5 separate regions of the Sus scrofa genome follow, and regions 2, 3, 4 and 5 are each linked to region 1. A link is a contact called in public Hi-C, HiChIP or PLAC-seq and promoter capture Hi-C data. All regions are on one chromosome and are shown on one strand. Each heading gives the region's core, a stretch centred on a gene start, on an enhancer-like site or on the middle of the called end of the contact. The rest is flanking DNA. Distances are from core to core; before and after follow the strand shown. Region 1 holds the start of SMG9 (protein SMG9). Region 2 holds the start of LOC110260999. Region 3 holds the start of ETHE1 (persulfide dioxygenase ETHE1, mitochondrial). Region 4 overlaps ZNF45 (zinc finger protein 45). Region 5 holds the start of PINLYP (phospholipase A2 inhibitor and Ly6/PLAUR domain-containing protein).

The links. Promoter capture Hi-C pulls out the DNA fragments that hold promoters and counts their contacts. Hi-C and Micro-C count contacts between places; a contact is called where the count stands out from the background. HiChIP or PLAC-seq counts read pairs in DNA pulled down with a chosen protein or histone mark.
Region 2: a contact with region 1 is called in a Hi-C map of liver, with 6 times the contacts expected there. The contact joins the promoter of LOC110260999 here to the promoter of SMG9 in region 1. A contact is called at or near these places in 1 of 47 Hi-C or Micro-C datasets (liver) and 1 of 2 datasets of contacts at active chromatin or transcription factors (alveolar macrophages).
Region 3: a contact with region 1 is called in an H3K27ac HiChIP or PLAC-seq map of alveolar macrophages. The contact joins the promoter of ETHE1 here to the promoter of SMG9 in region 1. A contact is called at or near these places in 2 of 47 Hi-C or Micro-C datasets (heart right ventricle and liver) and 1 of 2 datasets of contacts at active chromatin or transcription factors (alveolar macrophages).
Region 4: a Hi-C map of retroperitoneal adipose tissue shows a contact between it and region 1, with 2.3 times the contacts expected there. The contact joins the enhancer-like site here to the promoter of SMG9 in region 1. A contact is called at or near these places in 7 of 47 Hi-C or Micro-C datasets (alveolar macrophages, embryonic fibroblasts, epiblast stem cells and 4 more) and 1 of 2 datasets of contacts at active chromatin or transcription factors (alveolar macrophages).
Region 5: a promoter capture Hi-C map of liver shows a contact between it and region 1, with 2.1 times the contacts expected there. The contact joins the promoter of PINLYP here to the promoter of SMG9 in region 1. A contact is called at or near these places in 1 of 5 promoter capture datasets (liver) and 1 of 2 datasets of contacts at active chromatin or transcription factors (alveolar macrophages).

Annotation. Positions count from the first base shown.
Region 1 is chr6:50,568,448-50,571,119 of Sscrofa11.1, reverse strand. SMG9 (protein SMG9) reads left to right here and starts at 1,373. Exons shown (of 15, transcript XM_013988666.2): 1 at 1,373-1,644. LOC102166702 (a long non-coding RNA gene) reads right to left here and starts at 1,638. Exons shown (of 3, transcript XR_298578.3): 1 at 1,267-1,638.
Region 2 is chr6:50,771,436-50,774,107 of Sscrofa11.1, reverse strand. It overlaps LOC110260999, which reads left to right and starts at 1,359. Exons shown (of 2, transcript XR_002344680.1): 1 at 1,359-1,589. LOC100737582 (zinc finger protein 226-like) reads right to left here and starts at 1,223. Exons shown (of 13, transcript XM_021097546.1): 1 at 1,064-1,223.
Region 3 is chr6:50,394,417-50,397,088 of Sscrofa11.1, reverse strand. It overlaps ETHE1 (persulfide dioxygenase ETHE1, mitochondrial), which reads left to right and starts at 1,320. Exons shown (of 9, transcript XM_005655917.3): 1 at 1,320-1,456; 2 at 2,549-2,672. The coding sequence starts at 1,453. ZNF575 (zinc finger protein 575) reads right to left here and starts at 2,047. Exons shown (of 4, transcript XM_005655914.3): 1 at 1,936-2,047; 2 at 635-872. The coding sequence starts at 847.
Region 4 is chr6:50,742,458-50,745,129 of Sscrofa11.1, reverse strand. The region is part of intron 1 of ZNF45 (zinc finger protein 45); the gene reads right to left. Among named protein-coding and RNA genes, the nearest start is that of ZNF45, 22 kb to the right of the region's middle. Within about 2 kb of position 1,314, at least 4 of the 83 cell types and tissues checked have an H3K27ac peak or open chromatin away from gene starts, as enhancers often do. A contact at or near this core is called in retroperitoneal adipose tissue, where this site is marked.
Region 5 is chr6:50,425,227-50,427,898 of Sscrofa11.1, reverse strand. It overlaps PINLYP (phospholipase A2 inhibitor and Ly6/PLAUR domain-containing protein), which reads right to left and starts at 1,348. Exons shown (of 5, transcript XM_021097545.1): 1 at 1,044-1,348; 2 at 1,009-1,042; 3 at 935-1,007. The coding sequence starts at 1,231. It overlaps XRCC1 (DNA repair protein XRCC1), which reads left to right and starts at 2,169. Exons shown (of 17, transcript XM_013988646.2): 1 at 2,169-2,345. The coding sequence starts at 2,295.

The DNA.
Region 1 (2,672 bases), core at 124-2,623:
TATGCCCCAGGAACTCTTCTAGGTACTGTCACCCATTTAACTCTACCAGTGTTATCAACCTGGTGCCCTCATCTCCATTTCAGAAACAGGGGCATAGCAGCAGAGAGTTAAGGAACTTGGCCAAGGTCAGCCACCATTTATGTGAACCCAGCCTCAAGCTCTCAACACCAATGCTTTAACAGTAGCTTCAGAAAGAAACTGGGAGGGGAGTTCCCGTTGTGGCGTAGCAGAAACAAATCTGACTAGGAACCCTAAGGTTGTGGGTTCGATCCCTGGCCTCGCTCAGTGGGTTAAGGATCTGGCATTGCCGTCAGCTGTGGTATAGGTTGCAGGCCCGGCTTGGATCTGGTGTTGCTGTGGCTGTGGTGTAGGCTGGCGGCTGTAGCTCCAATTCAACCCCTAGCCTGGGAACCTCCATATGCTGCGGCCCTAAAAAGATAAAAAAATAAATAAATAAACAAAAAGAAAAAGAAACTGGGAAATGGTGCTCTAGGGATGGAATATGGGGACAAGGGTGGAAAGTGGCTTTTATTGTGGACCCTACTGGCTGCTTGAATTTTGTCAGAATGTACAGGTGAGGTGCTCCCTGTCCAAATATAGTTTCAAATGAAAAATAGCCAACGCCCCACTCACCTACATGTCTATGAATATACACAAACTGCTGTCTTCTCTAGTACCACCTGTCAGTCTCAAGGGTAACCCGCCACTAGTGGACTGCGCGTGTGCTCTCTGCACCGGGCCAGGTATTCCTCAACGCCTCACACAGGTTGCACCCTCAGGCGGTTCAAATTTCCACCCGGTCTCCGAAGGGTTTAATACGTGGTCTTGGTATTCATACCAATCGTCGACTCTTGTCCCTTCAGGATCTGACCTGCCCTTGTCTACTGCCTCATCTCCCGCCTCAGTGGAACTCCAATAGTACAAGCCAGTCTGGACCTTCCCCCAGGGTTCCCCCGCCTGGAGGGCCCTTGCCCATCAATTCAAGATCCAACGGCGCCCTGCAATGCCTAAGTAGTTTGATCCACTAGCTGTCTCCCGCCGCAGACCGGGATCTTTTCCAGCACATATGCCAAGTCTGATTCATTCGGCAATCACCGAAATTCCTCACTTGCTGCCCCACCCCACCGCATGCCGCCTACACTCCAGAAGAGGTGGGACTCGAACTCAAAACCTCCAAGACCGCAGCCTCTCCCTCAGCTCTGCCCGCCCACGCACGCCCCTAGAGACGCGCACGCGCACAGAGGAGGAGTCGCCGCGTCCTCCCACCTTCCCTCCGTAATCCGCACGCGTGTTGAGGCCAACCACCTCCATCTGCGCATGCTCAGCCCGGCGCTCACGCTCGATTCTCGCGCGCTCAGTTTGCGGCACATGCGCAGGGGCGGCAGCTGGCGCAACCTGATCTCGGCTTGACCCCGCGATATCTCCTCCGCCTTTTCCTTCCGCGTGCCGGCCTCCCTTGGGTGACGTTTCCGGGTACCCCGATCGGTTCTGGATTGACCGGTGCTTGTTCTCTGCCTCTCTCCCCTCTACGATTCCGGACCCCCTGACTCCATTTACAGGCCGGTGGCTCGTGGTGGAACCCCCTGCCCCCACCCCTATCTCAGAGCGCCCGCACCTCTGCTCCCCAGAAACCAATCGACTAAGGTAAGGGGCCCGCGTGCCCGCGCGCTGCTGGCGCCCCAGCGGGGGGCGGAGCGCGGGGCGGGTTTCGGGGCCCCGCCCCCTCCTGGGCCGCTATTCGGTCGCTCTGATGCCTGGGCGGGTGTGTGTAACTTGAGTGTGGAGCCAAGAGCAACCCATTAAATACCGGGTTGGCGGGAGTTGGGTGGGGAGGATTCAAATGTGTATGTGGGAACTTCAGTTCTGGGAGGCCGTAATAGAGCCTGTAAACTGGCCGTAAATTATTGCGAAGTCTCTCTAGTAACGTGTATAGAGAAACTTCAAGTTCTGGGAATTCTCGTAGAAGGCCTGCAAACGATCCTTAAACACTAGGGAGGACCTTCAAGTACTTCCAGTTACTGTGTAAATAGAAACTAAAGTTCTGGGGTTCCTCGCGGGAAGCCTGTAAACCGTTGTCTAATTATGAGTAAATTCCCTGAGTAAAACATAGATTCAAGTTCCAGGGGAGACTCCATATAAGAGACTAAATATATGTGTAATTGCTAGAGAGTTTTCAGAAAAATAGTGTGGATAGACTCAAGTCCTGGGGAGGGGATGCTTCATTAGACCGTAAATACGGAGTTAGGAATTGGGAGTCTCCCCAAATAACTTGCCAACAGGCACTTAGATTCTGGGAGATCCCCAAAAGGGAGGGATGAAGGGATGCTTAAGTACTGAGGGAGCCTCACAAAGAATTTGTAATTAAGGTTCTTAAATTCTGGAAGGTCACTGTAAGAGATCTGTAAATAAACACAAGTAGACTGGCTTTATACTTCTGGGGGTGGGTAAGCCCCAGAGGAGCCTGGAAACAATATTGGGGGTCTCCAAAATTCTTGTAGGTGGACTCTTAAATTCTGGACAACTCCTGTTAGGGGCTGTGGAATAAACTCAAATACTGTGGAAGTTCCCTGAATAACATGCATGGGAAGGGGCTCCTCTTAGGTTTGTAAACAGACACTTTAGTGCTGGGGCAGAATCCCCAGTGAGACAAGGGAACAGACACTTAATTGCAG
Region 2 (2,672 bases), core at 110-2,609, 200 kb before region 1:
GCTTAAGGAGAATTACATCCAAGAGATTCTGAACTCAAGCTCTGGACTCAGGCTGCCTGAATTCCAACCCCAACTTGGCCTCCTACTTGGTGGGTGACTATGTGCAAATAATGTACAGCTCCCTAGGTCTCAATCCCATTTTACAGAATAGGGAAAATGCAATGTTTCTTCACGGAGCCATGATGTGGCATAATATACTTACTTGTGCAAAGCCCTCATCATCGAAGTTAGTTTTTTAAAATTTTATTTTACGGCCGCACCCTCGTTCTGAGCCAGGGATTGCAGCTGCGGCAACTACGGATTCTTAACCCACTGCTTCGCAGCCAGAAATCTGAAGTTAATTACCAACAATACCCATGTCCAATTACACGTTCTATATATCCTCTGATTGATGTGCCCACCATTGGAAAAAAAAAAAGGATGTCAAGTTTCATTTACTCCGGGCATTGCTCTCAGTAGCCCAGGAGTCACTCCTTCTACCTCAGTGCAGCCCTTTCTGAGAAATCACGCTGGGGAAAGAAAGAACGCTGTGGAATGCGACGATCGAGTCCCCGTCTCTGATTAAAGTTAAAGCCTCCCCTCCCTTCAAGCAATCTGGAAGCAATCCTCACCTTTCCCTCCAAAAAAGTCAGAATAGGTCCGGGATTATCCAGCATCACACAGGCAAAGACAGAAGGGCAAGAATCACTGAAGCTGGATCTCTGACCCTAACCCGGGGACCTAACCGCTCCAGGGTAAATTAACATCAAGAAGAGATGTTAATTCACTACGTGCCAGGTACTAGTTAAGACGTCAATTTGTACCATCTCTTTTAAGTCCCCAAACGATTGTATCAGGAAAGTCCTAATATCCTAATATTTTAAAGAAAAGCAACAAGAGGCACCAGGAGATTAACTCCCAACGCAAGGAAACAGAAGGGTGCGTGAAAAGTGTAGGGAGGCGGACTGGGCGAGCTGAGAGCAGGAGAACTCTCAATCCTGGGGATACGCAATTAGAGTTCGTGCCCTATCTGGGTAAAGAGACGACTCTCAATGCACAGAGGCTCTGAGTAGGGAATACACACCGCTGTCCTTGCGCCTGGGTACCTGTGCTCTCCGCCAAAGATTCTTTTCCCCTAAATCTGTTGTCAAGTCCTTGCGGCTCCCGAGCAAACATCCAGGAAGTTCAGAAGGGCCAGCTAGACTCGGAACTGACGCACCGCCCCCACAGAAAACACCAGCAAACTAACACTCGGGGAACGGAAGTGCCTACGAGTTCGCGGAGCGGCTGGACTACACTTCCCAGAATGCATCAGACCCCCGGAAGTGCAATTGGTGCGCAGAGGATCTGGACTACACTTCCCAGAATGCACCAGGCACCACCCTCCTCCCACCCACGCCCACGGAAGTGCAAGCGACTACGCGGAGCATCTGGACTACACTTCCTAGAATACCAAGGAAAACCATCGGGAGTCTCACCTTCCAGGTAGACGTGTTGGGGGCGCAGGAAGTTTCTTGCCTCCACTTCCCAGGATGCCAGGGCGGAAAGAATCCCACAGTCCCGACTTCCGTGGTGGTAGTAAGAGTCTGCTCCTGAGTCGTCCCGCGAAGGTATTCCACAGACACGACTTTTTGAAGTAGAAATCCTCCCAATTATGGCAGCAGTATTGTTGGCACGGGAGGGGGGGCGGGGGAGGAAGTGAGGAGATAAAACCTTCAAAAAATTAACTGAGGAATGACTAGGGGACGGTAGGTGATTAAAAGGAGAGTAATTTGAGTATAATCTGACAGTATAAGGCTAAAGAATAGGCGAGGTAGAATGATTTGGGTGGAAAAATGAACGAAGAAGGTATTAACCCAACTCCAGACCCTGTGGTATCACTGGTTTGGCAGGAAAAACAACTTGAAAGGGCCAAAGTGGGAGCCTGTTTTATGGAAAATTGCTTTTCCTTTATTGAGGTTATTACAATACCTACTTTGGAGGTGAAAACATTAAATTTCAGAGAAGTTAAGAAATTGTTGGAATTCCCACTGCGGTGCAGCAGAAACAATCCCTGGGTCTCACTCAGTGGGTCAGGTATCTGGTATTGCCATGAACTGTGGTGTAGGTTTCACACGTCTTGGATCCTGCGCTGCTGTGGCTGTGGTGTAGGCAGAAGTTGTAGCTCTGACTGGACCCCTAGCCTGGGAACCTCCATATGCCAAGGGTTCTGCCCTAAAGACCAAAACAAAAAAAGTACATTAATGGCTAAGGCTACTTCTTTACCTTTAATTAACGGCATTAACAATGCTGAAAATCTTGGCATTGGACTCCCAATGCCAAGGCTGACTCCCAAAGCCTATGATTTGTTTTTTTGTTGTTTTTTTTTTGGCCACCCTGTGGCATATGGAGTTCCCAAACCAGGGATCAGATCCAAGCTGCAATTACAATCAAAACTGCAGCTACAGCAACAATGGATCCTAAACCTTCTGTGCCAGGGCCAGGAATCCCAAAACACTGCCAATCCTGTGCACAGCAGGAACTCCCAAAGCCTATGATTTAATGTTAGAGCAGTGAGGAGTCTACTGGTGAGGGAAGATGTTTTGTATTAAGAGTTTTTCCTTTATATTTTCTGGTTAAAGTATCTTTATTACAATAGTAATTTAAAAACACATGTTGGAGTTTCTGTCGTGGCTCAGTGGTTGACGAATCTG
Region 3 (2,672 bases), core at 71-2,570, 170 kb after region 1:
CTTAGTCCCAGAGTTTGAGCTTTCGAGCGGAGTGGGCGGGGTCTCTACAACTTCAAGTCCTGGCGGCCCCCTGCGCGGAGCTGGCGGGGCCTTCCTAGTGGGCGGAACCGGCCACGGAACCTCAGATGCGGCTGGCTGGAGCTATACAAACGGGACCCAAAGTCGGTTGCTCAGCAACTCTGTACTAGGGGAGGGGCCTACAAGCTCAGTAGGCGAGATTTCACAACGAACAGGTAGCTTTACCCAGCTCTAGGCTTAGTCTCAGTTCTCTGACGCCGGGTGAACTGCCCCTTTCTTGTCACTAAATTTCAATCCCGGCATGGAGTTGGAGCCGTGGAAGGTAGATGGGAGACCTGAAGGAAAACACAGACAGAGGGTGGCTCGTGCATTGCGATCCAGAGACCCCTAACGGACTTCTCCCTAGAGGTCCCAAACGTCTTGACCTCCACGAACCCCATGGGATCAGGGCATTCGGGCACCAATGCATCCTCGCAAGGCTCAGGCGCCAATGCAGCCCCTCTGGAACCTATGCATCAGGACCCCAATCGATCCCTCTTCGGGAGTTCTGGCGTTCAGCCCCCAATCCACTTCCCGAAGACCCAGGCGTCTGGGCCCAGACCCCTGCCCTTCTCACCTGCGGACGGCCCCTCCCCGGGGGCGGGGCTCCGGGCCCCTCCCTCGGCGGCCGCGGCCACTGCGGTGCTGCCTTCGGACTCCTAGGAGCTGCACCGCCCGGCGCGCGCCCTGCGACGAGAGGGCGGGGGAGGGAGCGCGCGCGAGCTGCTGGACCCAGCCTCATTTCCATCCCCTCCTCCCACGCCGAGCCGGTGAGGGCGTCAGTACGCATGCGCAGTCGCGGCCCGCGGAGGCTGCTGCAGGGGAGACGAAATGGAAGGAGTGGGTGGGTGCACAAGGCCAGCAAGTGGGTGAGCAAGCGCAGAGCTATCAGCCTAAGTACTGGAGGAAAGAGTACCGCCGCTTGCGGGGCCTACGGTGGCTGACTGGAGTCAATCACGTGCAGAAGCTAACACGGGGAAACCTCACTCAGAGATCACCGAGACAGCGCTCAGCATGTGTACTTTCCCTTCTTTTCGAGAATTCCTCTGAGTCCCGTCTCCCGAATCAGTTTCAAGGCCTTGGCAAGAAAAACCTAGCCATTTCTTCGAGAGAGAATGGGAGATGGACTCCCGACTCAAAGCGAGCGGAAGGTTAAAGTCACGTTATTAGCATAGCGCCTGGGACTCTTCGCCATTGGGTGATTCGGGATCTCCCACCTCAGTGCCACGGACCTAGGCGAGGAGGGCAGCAGTGTCCAGGGCCCTTGTTCCTGGCTGGAGGTCCTGGTGGCAAGCGCGGGGTGGCTTGCTTGGCACCCTTGCCCCCTGGGAAGTAACGGCGCACCTTCGCGCCCAGCACAGGAATGACAGCGAAGCTCCCATAAACCATCCCAGCATGGGTGGGTCTTCAGCCTGATAATGTACAGGGATAATGTACTGGCCAGTCCTGGGAGCGGTGGGAATTATATGAAAGGATAATTGGGGCTCTGGAGCCAGATTACTTGAGTAACTGGAATCAAGACTGGCACTTTCCAGCTGTGTAACCTGGGGCAAGTGACGTCATCTTTCTAAGCCTCAGTTTCCTTACTTATAAAATGAAGATTTGTTATGATTAAATTCAGTAATCAAGAGTTCCCCTTGTGGCTCAGCAATAATGAACCCGGCTAGAGTCCAGGAGGATGCGGGCCTCACACGGCGGGTCTAGGACACAGCATTGCCCTTAGCTGTGGTTTAGGTGGGCAGCTGCAGCTCCTATTCATCTCTTAGCCTGGGAACTTCCCTATGCCGCGGGTGTAGCCCATTAAAAGAAAAAAAAAACAATAAAATTTAAAAACGAAAAATAAACTTTAATGAGATAATCTGTTGTTCTGGGACTCACCCAACAGCCCCTCAAGGCACGAATGACCCTGGGGAGTTGCCATCGTGGCGCAGCGGAAACATCCGACTAGTATACATGAGGATGCCTTTGATCCCTGGCCCTGCTCAGTGGGTAAGCGATCCAGAGTTGCCATGAGTTGTGGTGTAGGTCACAGACGCGGCTCTGATCCCCTGTTTCTGTGGCTGTGAATACGGCCGGCAGCTGTAGCTCCGATTGGACCCCTGGGAACTTCCATATGCCTCGGGTGCGACCCTAAAGAGAAAAAAAAAAGACACTAATGACACCAAAACATACATTTTTTTTTCTTCCCACCGCTTGCTGGGAAGTGTACTGGGGTCTCTTGTTGGGTTTCCCTTCTCTAGGGAGAGAAGTTTGTGCTTCTCTCAGTGTGTCTCCCTCGCCCCGTCCCCCCTTTTTTTGTCCTTTTAGGGCCGCTCTCTCGGTTGATGGAAGCTCTCAGGCTAGGGGTCCAAACCGAGATGTAGCTGCCAGCCTACAGAGCGAGGCCAGGGATCGAACCCGCGTCCTCCATTCTCCTGGGTACTAGTCGGATTTGGTGTCTCCCTGTTCTTTGTTTTCCTAGATCTCACGGTTTTCTATCTATCTCCCCCAGCCCTTTTCCGTCCGTCCGCGTCCTCACCCCCAGGACCTCCCGGCCCCTTTAAGGCGGGCCCCGCCCCGTCCGCCCCGCCCCTCCGGGGTCATCCCTGGGTGCACCCGGCTTCCGCGGGCGTTCA
Region 4 (2,672 bases), core at 65-2,564, 170 kb before region 1:
CCATTTTAGGAAGGTGCTTTCCACTCTTCAAAGTTAATGCCTAAAAGGACTCTTGTTACAAAATCCACAAAATGTGTCCATCAAAATATTGAGAATGGGGAGTTCCCTGGCAGCTCAGCGGGTTAAGGATCTGGTGTTGCCACTACTGTGGCACTGGTTGCTGCTGTGGCATGATTTCAATCCCTGGCCCAGGAACTTCCACATGCCACAGGCACAGCCAAAAAAAAAAAAAAAATATATATATATATATATATATAGAGAGAGAGAGAGAGAGAGAGAGAGAGAGAGAAGAACAGCAAATATTTCATTGCCTACATGATTAGCACTAGATAGGATTGACTTGTTAATTCTTTATTTAAAAAATGAGTTTATTAACTCAATGAACATTTATGGAAATCAGACTAAAAAGATACAATTACTCGAGCTGTTGATAGTCTAGTGATTAGGACGCCAGCAATCTAGCTGCACGCTGCACAGTACCGGGCTAGTGAGTGGGGCGCTTTGGAGGCACAAGTAATGGGTCTTGAGGGCCACACTCATACGGAGCAGGTTCTACATCAGCGGGGCTTGATCTAAGCCCTGTAGGATGACTGCGGGTTTTTATGTTTGTTTGTTTTTTTAGGGCCGCACCTGTGGCACATGGAAGTTCCCAGGCTAGGCATCAAATCGGAGCTACAGCAGTGGGCCTACACCACAGCCTCAGCGATATCAGATCAGAGCCGTGTCTGTGACCTACACCACAGCTCATGGCAACGCCGGATCCTTAACCCCCTGAGCGAGGCCAGGGACAGACCCACAACCTCATGGTTCCTAGTTGGATTTGTTTCCACTGCGCCACGATGGGAACTCCTGGATGACTGGGTTCAGTCGGAAAAGCAGAATCACGGAAAAACCTCAAGGGAACACATGCCACGATTGTACGTGAACACAAACAAGAGGCAGAAAAAGACGGACAGGAAGACAGGACTCAACCCATGGTGCTGTGAGTCCCTGTTTATCAGCAAGTCAGCAGGAAAGCAGGAAAGGAGTGAGGAAGTGAGTCAGAGGACTCCTTCTGTGTTGGAAAGAGATGCTCTCCCAGCAGACGGGAGCTCTGAGGGGGAAGAGGCGGGGGCCAGAGAGCCTGTGAGGAGGGCCACACCAAGATTCACGACCTCCTTTTTTTTTTTTCTTTTTTTTCTTTTTAGGGCCAATCCCACGGCCCATGAAGGTTCCCAGGCTAGGGATCCAATCGGAGTTGCAGCTGTCGGCCTGGCCTACACCACAGCCACAGCCACAGCCACGCTGAATCTGAGTCACATCTGCAACCTACATCATGACTTGTGGCAACGCCAGATCCTTAACCCACTGAGCAAGGCTAGGGATCGAATGTGCATCCTCATGGGTGCTTGTCAGCTTCTTAACCTGCTGAGCCACAGTGAGAACACTTTTAAGAATAAGAAGGCAGGATAAAGGGTAAGAAGAGATGGAGGGAGGGGCCACTACAGACAGAGCGTTTGTCCTGGAAGGCTTCTGAGCAAAGCGCTGAGCTAAGAGGCAGACAGCCAAGCAGGTATCTAAAGGATGAGCAATTTAGTTGGAGGGAAACAGAAAATAGTTTGTTCAAAAGTCATGAGTCAGGGAGTTCCCGTCGTGGCACAGTGGTTAACGAATCCGACTAGGAACCATGAGGTTGCGGGTTCGATCCCTGGCCTTGCTCAGTGGGTTAACGATCCAGCGTTGCCGTGAGCTGTGGTGTAGGTTGCAGACGTGGCTCGGATCCTGCGTTGCTGTGGCTCTGGCGTAGGCTGGCGGCCACAGCTCCGATTCAACCCCTAGCCTGGGAACCTCCATATGCTGCAGGGGCGGCCCAAGAAATAGCAAAAAGACAAAAAAAAAAAAAAAAAAAAAGTCATGAGTCTATTCTCTCACCCTGTGCTTCTCAAATTTTCACATTCCACAGCTCAACAGCAGACCCTGCCAAGATAAAGGGTCCTATGTGTCACCCCCAGAAACTCTAAATCAGGAGATCAAGGATGAGGGACTAAGAATTGACATTTTTTCTTTTCTTTTTTTTTTTGGCTGCATACAAAAATTCCCAGGCCAGGGATGAAACTGGTGCCACAGGCATGAAAATGCTGGATCCTTAATGCACTGAGCCACCAGGGAACTCCTCCACATTTCTAATAAAACGCCAGGATGGTGGTGGTGGTTCCTGGATCACAATTTGAGTGGCATCGGTCAAAACCAGCCCTCTAGAAAACTTTCTGACAGACTAAGGACTGGAGGTTTTCACCTTCAAATCATTCTACTAACCTCAAAGAATGCTCTGTTACCTGAGGGCAAAAAAATTAAAGAAGGTAAACACTGCAAGCTTCTCTTGCAGTGGGATTTTAACAAATGGGATTAGAATCAAGGTTTGTTAGGATCAGACGGCGCACCAAAGCCAACTCTAAGCACCTAACTTTACCCACTAGAAGATCCAGGCCCTTCATAAAACACTCCCCACATCAATGATCACAGCTGATGTTTACAGCGGTTGACTCACCACCTACCAAGGTGCCATTTACATGAGCGCTTTACATGTGGTATCTGGTTTCATCCTCATAACGACTCTTCAAATTAAGACAGCAATCATCCCCATTTTATTTTATTTTTTTTTATCTTTTGGCCTTCTCCAGGGCCGCTCCCAA
Region 5 (2,672 bases), core at 99-2,598, 140 kb after region 1:
TTGGACGCTAGGGTCCTTGGAGAAAGCTTGGGAACTGGGATGGGGAGTGGGGGAGCTGGGGAAGAAGATTTGCATGGACTTTTGTGAACCTTCGGATCCAAGTGGTTCTCAGATGTGGGCCTCTTCCTTTTAGTTACCCTCCGTAGGTCTGCACCCCCAGTCAAGAAGGAGGGGTGAGGGCCAGGAGGGCAAGGGCATGGACCCCTTGGTCGTGAGAGAGGAGGCAACTAGGGGCCCAGACACCTGGGTCCTCAGGAAGGTGGAGTTTTCTTGAACTCCTGCATCTAAGAGAGAAGGGGATTGGGGACCAGAACTCCGTAGAGTCCTGAGAGAAAGGAAATCTCTCCCTTTCCAACCATTAAAAAAAAAAAAAAAAAATTCCCTTTCTGGTCATACTCTGATCTGATTTTCTAGAATTCAAATGGGTCTTAATTTATTTTTGGGGGTCTTTTTAGGGCCACACCCGAGGCATATGGAAGCTCCCAGGCTAGGAGTTGAATCAGAACTGCAGCTGAGGCCTGTGCCACAGCCACAGCAGTGCCAGATCCGAGCCACATCTTCAACCTACACCGCAGCTCGAAACAACACCAGAATCCTTAACCCACTGAGCAAGGCCAGGGATCAAACCTGCATCCTCATGGATACTAATTGGGTTCTTAACCTGCTGAGCCACAACGGGAACTCCCCAGATACCTTATTTTGAGTGCCTTCCCCCAGGGATCAGAGGATTCAGAGCCCACCCACCCCCACTCCTTTCTCAGGGATTCAAATGCAAGTTTTTGAGCTATTCCTCCTCTGGGATCCCAAGCTTTCTCTCCTTTACCCTCTGCTTTCACCATGAATCTGAATTTTCGGACTCTTTCCCCCTGGAGGACCTTGCTGAATGCTGTCAGTCTTCTTTCCTGGAGTCCCAGAAGTCCAGGCCCCTAGTCACCCAGACCCAGGAGGGTGCAGAGCAGGGCAGAGGCCAGCAGGAAGGTCTCAGGTTTCACGGAAGTCCTCATGTTGGGTGAGTGAGCCTGCAGTTCCAGGACCCCAGCTCATGGGAAACTGAGGAGGGGTGGGTCTGGACACAACTTACCCCTAGGGTGAAAAGTGGCTGATGTGTAAGATCTGGGGGCAGGCCTCTGCACCTCTGGGTAGGAGAAACAGAACCAGAATCCAAAAGGGACATGGGCATCTGGTGCCCAGCCCCCTCCTCCGCCCGGACCCCAGGAGTCTGGGCCTCCATCGCCTTTCTTCCATCAGGACTCAGACGGGCACTTCCCTCTTTTTTCCCTTTCCCACCGATCCTTCCCCGACCTTTTATTTTCTGGCCTGAAGCCCAAGATCAGAATCTGGACATTAGATTCCCTGTAGGATAGAGCGGCTGGAAGGACTGAGATGCCCTCTCCCTTCTCTCTCTCTTCCCAGGGAGGTCCTCAGCGTGGGCGGGGCCCTAGCTGGGAGCGCCCACCTTGTCCAGGCTCGTTCTGCAGAGGCGCCGGCGCCTAGTCTCCCTTCCTTTCTTGGCACGCTTGGTTCATACTCCCTTTTCTGTGTTAAGGCTCTCTCCAGCTCCAACCCCACCCGAAGATGCGCTTCTGGGTCTCGTGGGGACCGAACAGATGGGTGCCTGTCAACCGGCAGGGATGGGCGTGTTACGAGACGGATGCCCACAGGTCATATTGGACAACTGAGGCAGGGTTGGGAGCCGTCGAGGCTGCTTGTGTGTCTGCCTTGGGCACGTGCTTTGGGTTTTATTTAGGTCCTTTACCCACTCTCTCTTGGCCTCAGGCATAACTTTCAAAGGTCCGAGATTTTTTTTCCTTGTGTGTTGGGCGGGGCGGGGGAGCGGCGGCAAGGGAGTAGCCAGCAACCGCTGAGGGGATCCGGTTGCAGATCCCTGCAAAGATCTGCTCAGGTTTGCTGCCCTCTTGCTTTTCGGGCTTCAGTTTGGGCGGTGAGGATGGCGAATTTCTTCTGGGTCCCACTACCCGAGGCCGTTCGGGTAGCAAGACTCTCTCTCCGAACGCTGGGTGTGAACGTCACTGGGAGGAGGGGCTAGAGAGCTGTTTGGCCTGAGGGAGGCGGGAACAGCTCGTTCGTTGCTAGGGAACAGCGCCTCTGGCCTCTGGCTGGAGAGACGCACTGGGCTTGCGCAGTGTTGACGCGACCTCCGGCGCGCCGCTGTTTGAAAGGCCCGAGCCTCGCGCGCTTGCGCAGTTAAGCCCGCGCAGGGAGCACCCCCTGTCCGCCCCCTAAACTCAGACCCTCCTGCGTCTTTCTGGCCAGGCGAAGCCCACGGCGCTGACATGCCGGAGATCCGCCTCCGCCATGTGGTGTCCTGCAGTAGCCAGGACTCGGTGAGGGACTGGCGTGGGGGGAGGTTGGAAGAAGTAAAGGAAATCGTGAGGGGTCTCTATGAGAACTTTTGGAGTCTAAAAGGTGTTGAAGAGAAATCAGCATCTGGGCTGCAAAGAACAACGAACTTTATTTGGAGTCTTAGGAATTGCAATTCGAGAGATATAGATTCCCATAAAGCTGAAAGAGGGTTGGGAAAGAGAGTCAGGAGCTTATGAGGACGAAGGCTCGTTAGGTTGAAGTTGTCTGGAGAGAACTGTAGTTGACTCTGAAACAAGTAAGGAAACATTTAGCTTTAAAGAATAGGCTGTCATGAGTTACTTTAGGGT